Linked DNA regions of Ovis aries: region 1 is linked to region 2. The links are chromatin contacts, called in public Hi-C maps. All regions are on one chromosome and are shown on one strand. The core of a region is the stretch at or near the end of the contact, and the rest is flanking DNA. Distances in the headings are between cores, read along the strand shown. Region 1 holds the start of EPHA1 (EPH receptor A1). Region 2 holds the start of GSTK1 (glutathione S-transferase kappa 1).

Region 1 (2,700 bases), core at 9-2,508, 150 kb before region 2:
AGGCCCCAGTCATGGACTGACCACCGGTCCTCAGTGGGCAATCACTCCCTTTGGAGCTACTGTCACCCCTAATGTGTGCCTCCCATCTGTCACTTTAGCCATCTCTGCTCTTGCTTTATGCCCCAGCCCCTGCAAACACTCCTCAGACAATAGTTTGTTTAGAGCAAGGATTCTTCTTTGAAGCTTTCAGAGCTTGTTCGCAAGCAGAGTGGAAACTGAAGAAACATGTATTGAATATACTGGGAGGCACTCTCCAACAGGGGCTTCCCAGGTGGCTCAGTGGTAAAGAAATCGCCTGCCAGTGGAGGAGATGAGGGTTTGATCCCTGGGTCGGGAAGATCCCTTGGAGAAGGAAATGACAACCCGCTCCAGTATTCTTGCCTGGGAAACCCCATGGACAGAGGAGCCTGGCAAACTACAGTCCGAGGGGTCGCAAAGAGTGGGACACGATTGAGCAACTAAAACAACAAAGTCTCCAACAGGGGCGAGGGCCGTTTGTCTACACCAGTAGCTCCTGTTACCACTTGCGTTCAGAAGCCCTCACCAGTTTCTCCCATCGCTCTGTAAAGTGCGCACTAATGTGCAAACTCCTTCACGCGTTTACCAAGATCTTCCCTGCCTGGGCCCACACCTGCCTTTCCCGCCTGGTTCCCAGGACGATAGTCCTGAGCCCAGCAGTCAGACTGGTCCCTTACCACTCCCAGAGGCACCTTGAGGCTCCCTGCCCTCGGGCCTTCGCTCACGCCTTGCCCAATCTCTGCCACCCAGAAAACCCAGCTCACCCAAGTCTCCTCCCTCAAGACTCACCTACCAAGCCCCCGCCCGGACTTGCTTCCAACCGACCTCGCCTTACATGATGGTCACCTAAGCCTCCCCGATGGGAACATCAAGACGTGTCTCTTTACCCTGCTTTCCCCCTCCCGGTGTCTATTACAGCGCTGGGCCCTGAAGAAAGGGAGAAGGGAGGGGACACCAGGGTGTAGATAGGCCAAAGGCCGGTTGGAGACAGGGATGGGTTTAGGGTCCAAAGGAGCACGAAGCCAAGTCGATTCCCAATCCCACCCACTAGGCGGCGCCCGCTGTCTCGTTCCGGTCAAGGCGCCTCCGGTTTTTTTGAAGTTTATAGCCTGTTTTACAAGTTTCCTTCCTGCCCTCCTGTCCCTTTAAGAAGGTGATCCAGGTGAGGCCGGGACTCCGCCCCGGGCTTTGGCCCCGCCCCCTCCCCGCCCCCGCCCGGCCGGCCGGGCTAGCCTAGTTCTCGCAACCTGGCCCCGCCGTCCGGGCCGCGGTCCCAGGTCCCGGCCCAGCGCCATGGAGCGGCGCTGGCCCCTGGGGCTCGGGCTGCTGCTGCTGCTGCTGCTGCTCTGCGCCCCGCTGCCCCCGGGGGCGCGCGCCGTGGAAGGTACAGACCCCCGCCCCCCCCCCCCCCCCCCCGCCCCCTCCTCCTCCGGGAGCCGGCATTCCAGAGAGGCCCTCTCCTCGAGGCCCCTCTCCAGTGCTCTTGTTTTGCCCGGCTGCCAGGCGATCGACTGGCCAGGCCAGTCTTTGGCCTTTAACCCCAAACAGCTGCTTTCCCGGGTCACTCACCCCATTCCGTTCTGGCCAGCAGTTTGCTCCTGGTTGGGGTGGGGGTGGAGAGTGAGTTTCTGCTGAAAGCAACCTCCCACCCCAGCAATCTTGGGGACTCTCCATTCCCAAGCACTCCCAGCCTCAGGCTCCCAACCCAGAGATCTGAACCTTCGGAAGTCGGAGGTGGAAGTCCCCTTATGCCATCTTAAGCCCGGGGACAGAGGGACCTGCAGTTGGGGGTGGGTGAGGTGCAGGGGCTCCCGGCTGCAGAGGTCAAGCCTGTCCTGTGGACACTTGCATGCTCTGTGATCCTGCTATCCCCGCTTCCCGGACTCTTGGCTGTGCCTGTACCCCACTCCACCACCTCAATTACAGGCAGGCCAGGCCCTTTGCCAAGGGGAGGCAGCTCCCCCACCCAGGATGCTGCTCCAGAGTCCCCTGTCCACATTCTACCCACCCACTCAACAATCCCCAGCAGCCAAGCTCCTCTCTTGTCCATCCGCCCCTCCATTTCTACACCTGACAGTCCCTACCGAGTGAGAGGCTGTCCAGCCTCGCTGGGACTGCTCTTCCTGCCGTTGACTTTGGCCAAAGGTTCAGCCCTCCAACCCTTGCCCCACTCTGCCTTTCTCCCTTCACACTTGGGAGGAAGACAGACTAAGCGCCGGAGCTCTTCTTCAGTCCTCCTTCCGGGGAGGTTCTCCTCCCCTAAACCTCAGGAGCTTACAGCTGTGAGGGTACAGGATGCTGAAGCTTCAGGGCTGTGGGCCCAGGAGAAGGAATGTGAGTTGCACATGTGGGGCCCCCCCAGAGATGACAGCCCCCTTTCTCTCCACCTTCAGTCACTCTAATGGATACTAGCAAGGCACAGGAAGAGCTGGGCTGGCTCCTGGATCCCCCAGAGGATGGGGTGAGTGTCAGGGGGCATCTGGGGTGGCTAAAGGCTGACGGCCACTGGGAAATGGGATGGTGAGGTGGGTGGAGGAGCGGAGAAAAGAGCTGGAAAAACTGGAAGTGTCTCCTCTGGGAGGGGGAGGGGAGGGGAGGTGAGTCAGAGCCTCCTGAATGGGACTGGTGGTGGGGGGGGGAGTCAGGCTTCACCCCATGGGGAAAGCTTCATTGCCTGGCTCC
Region 2 (2,700 bases), core at 119-2,618:
CAGTGAGGAAGCGCATGGCTGTTAAACTTCCTGTGGGGCAGAGGCACTTGGAGAGGGGCCTTCTCTAGCTTGTTTCCCATGAAGACCAGGTTTTCCCTCCTTCTCATCCCCCCCCCCACCCCCGCCAGTGCTCCATCACCCTCAGCCTCCCATTTGCATTTCTGATCACTGATCCATCCTGCTCTCCCTCCCCTTCTGTCTCCACAACCTTCTGCATGATCAGCTCTGATGCTGAGCTTTCCCAAAGTTTCCTTCACTTAATGGAATCAACGAAACCCCTCCTTTCTGGCCCTGAAATCGCCAAATCCACTGCTGAAACCTTATGCTCCATCCATATCCCACTCTCTTCACCTTTCTTAAGGATCACAGAGAAGAAATCCTTGGGGAAGTGGATGGGAACCTGGAGATGCTGGCTCAGGAGCCTAACGTCACTTCTCATGTATACGGCTTTGCGGGGAAGCATAGCTGGCGGCTGGTTTCCTGCAAGGGGAAAGTTGGGCTTACTGATGAGAGATCACCTGAGGGTCCCAGACGGGGGATGCACCTACCTGGGTTTCAGGCAGCAGACATATTACACTAGCTGCTGCCGCCAATAAGGAGACCCAGTGGAAGGGCCGCTCCCCTGGACGTTTGAAATGTCTTCCCTCAAATCCCCGCCAAAAACACCGCTGCCTTTGTACCGCTGTCTCTCATGATCCCTCCAATTAACGTGGGCTGCAGCTGCAGGCTGACGTTCCAGATATTCTTATATCGGCACAGGACCTGCAGGGAGGGGCGGAGACGGAGAGTGAAAAGGGCTGAGAGAAGGGTGTTTGATGGCACTGATCAGCCAGTCTATAGGCGCGGAGAAAGGGTTAGGAGGACACCCTAAATTTGGTTTGAAAGGGCAAAACTCTCTCAGTTCCTAGTTATCAATTCCAGGATCTCTGCTCCTGTGGACAGTTTTTATTTGTTCTGCACCCCACCCCCCAAAACTGACATCGGAGGGCTTATATTCTGGATTCCTGGAGTTGCTCATCTTCCAAGCCAGTATGGGAAACCCCAGCCTTAAGACATAAAGGTTTCTTCCACCTGGAGCCAGCGACCATATCCCGTTTATCAACAAAGTGACCTTCAGTCCTGGCTCTCTACCTGCTTGCCCTAAACCGCGTAGGGCACTGCCAGGAAATTCACGAGACCGAGGTCCCTGCGCTATTTGCTGACCCCTCCCTCTGCCTCTGTCTCCCCAAGCCCCGGGCGAAGCTGCTCCCCGGTGTCACCTCGAAGGCCAGCCAGGAGTAGGGGGACAGGACATCGTAGAACAGCTCGAGTGTTCGGGGCACGGACCCCATGCTGCAGACTCGTGATCGCGAAGCGAACTTGGCCCCCGGAAACCCGCGGCGCTTGCGTCCTTCCTGCAGAGCGCGGCGGCCCGCCCCCGCTCCCCACCTCCCCCGAGGACCGCCCCCGACCCGCCCGGGCCGCGCCTCCTCCCGGGGGAATCCGCCCCCGGGACAGGGTCCGGTGGGCGGTTGGTGTGTGCCGGGGTTCCCTGAGGGCACCCGCGGGGGGCGAGGGTGAGGGGGTCCCCTGGGGAGCTCTCAGGTTTGCTCACCCGCTCTGTTCGGGGGGATGGGGGGTGTGACTACCCTGCCCTGGGGAGGAGTGTGGGGTAAAGGGGCGAGGTTTGAAATGCTCGCCTCTACACTTAGCTGTGCACCTCTGGCAAGCCTGTTGACCTCTCTGAACCAGAGAAGGCTTGTTGCTGACCGGAGTTCTTGGCCTCCTTCGAACTTCTGCGTGGGAGCGTGCTCGGTCGTGTCCGATTCTTTGTAACTCCATGGACTGTAGCCTATCAGGCCTGCATGTCCGTGGGATTTCGCAGGCACGAATACTGGAGTGGGTTGCCATTTCCTACTCCAGGGGATCTTCCCCGCCCAGGGATGGAGCCGCCTCTTTGGTCTCCTGCAGTGGCAGGCGGGTTCGTGACCACTGGTGCTTTTTATGCAATAGAAATGGATCAGAGGCCTGATAGAAAATTCAGGGAAGGCGTGATTGGGTCTCCTGCTGGCGGGGTAGGGGGAGGGGGTGTTCCTGAACAAACCACAGATTCCCTTGCTCACTCCCCAAGTGTGCCCCGGCCCCCCCCCCCCGCCCCCCGCCACACCAAGCTGGCTCCTAATGTGGGGTGAAGTAGGGATGTATCCAGGGATCAGGGCGGGGGGCGGGGGGGGGGTGTAGCTTAGGTGATTTGTCCACCCTTCAGGTGGTGGTGTGTACAGGAGGCATGCTTAGTACCCAGCTCTTGGTTCCAAACCCCAGCTTTTGCTCCAGGCCCTTTAGAAGTGGCGGTTGGGTTTTTTTGGTCTCTTTGTATCTTTTGTCCAGAATTTGCCCTGTGCATACATGCAGTTATGTTTAGTCCCAGATAGTTTCTTTGTTTGGAGAAGGAAATGGCAACCCACTCCGGTACTCTTGCCTAGAGAATCCTGTGGACAGAGGAGCCTGGTTCCTTGTATTTTGTTGCTCCAGGAGAGGTGTGTCTAAGTGCAAGCAGTGCAGCATTCCAGGTCCCAGCCTGTCTCATCCTCGTCTCTGGTAAAAAGAGAACACTTAATACAATTACAGAAAATTAAAAAAATCTGGCAAAATCCAGCCAGTCGAAAAAATGACTGGGAAAAATATTTGGGTTCGTTTTCACAGTCAAAAAGCTAGTTATCC

What was found. A called contact is a pair of places that touch in the nucleus more often than the background predicts.
Region 1: a contact with region 2 is called in a Hi-C map of liver, with 3 times the contacts expected there. The contact joins the promoter of EPHA1 here to the promoter of GSTK1 in region 2. A contact is called at or near these places in 13 of 16 Hi-C or Micro-C datasets (blood, hypothalamus, liver and 7 more).

Annotation. Positions count from the first base shown.
Region 1 is chr4:108,023,078-108,025,777 of ARS-UI_Ramb_v3.0, reverse strand. EPHA1 (EPH receptor A1) reads left to right here and starts at 1,258. Exons shown (of 18, transcript XM_042248960.2): 1 at 1,258-1,402; 2 at 2,412-2,479. The coding sequence starts at 1,312. LOC121819463 (a long non-coding RNA gene) reads right to left here and starts at 2,563. Exons shown (of 3, transcript XR_006059724.1): 1 at 2,103-2,563; 2 at 1,588-1,616.
Region 2 is chr4:107,870,944-107,873,643 of ARS-UI_Ramb_v3.0, reverse strand. GSTK1 (glutathione S-transferase kappa 1) reads right to left here and starts at 1,368. Exons shown (of 8, transcript XM_012177297.4): 1 at 1,260-1,368; 2 at 681-762; 3 at 352-480; 4 at 1-30. The coding sequence starts at 1,331.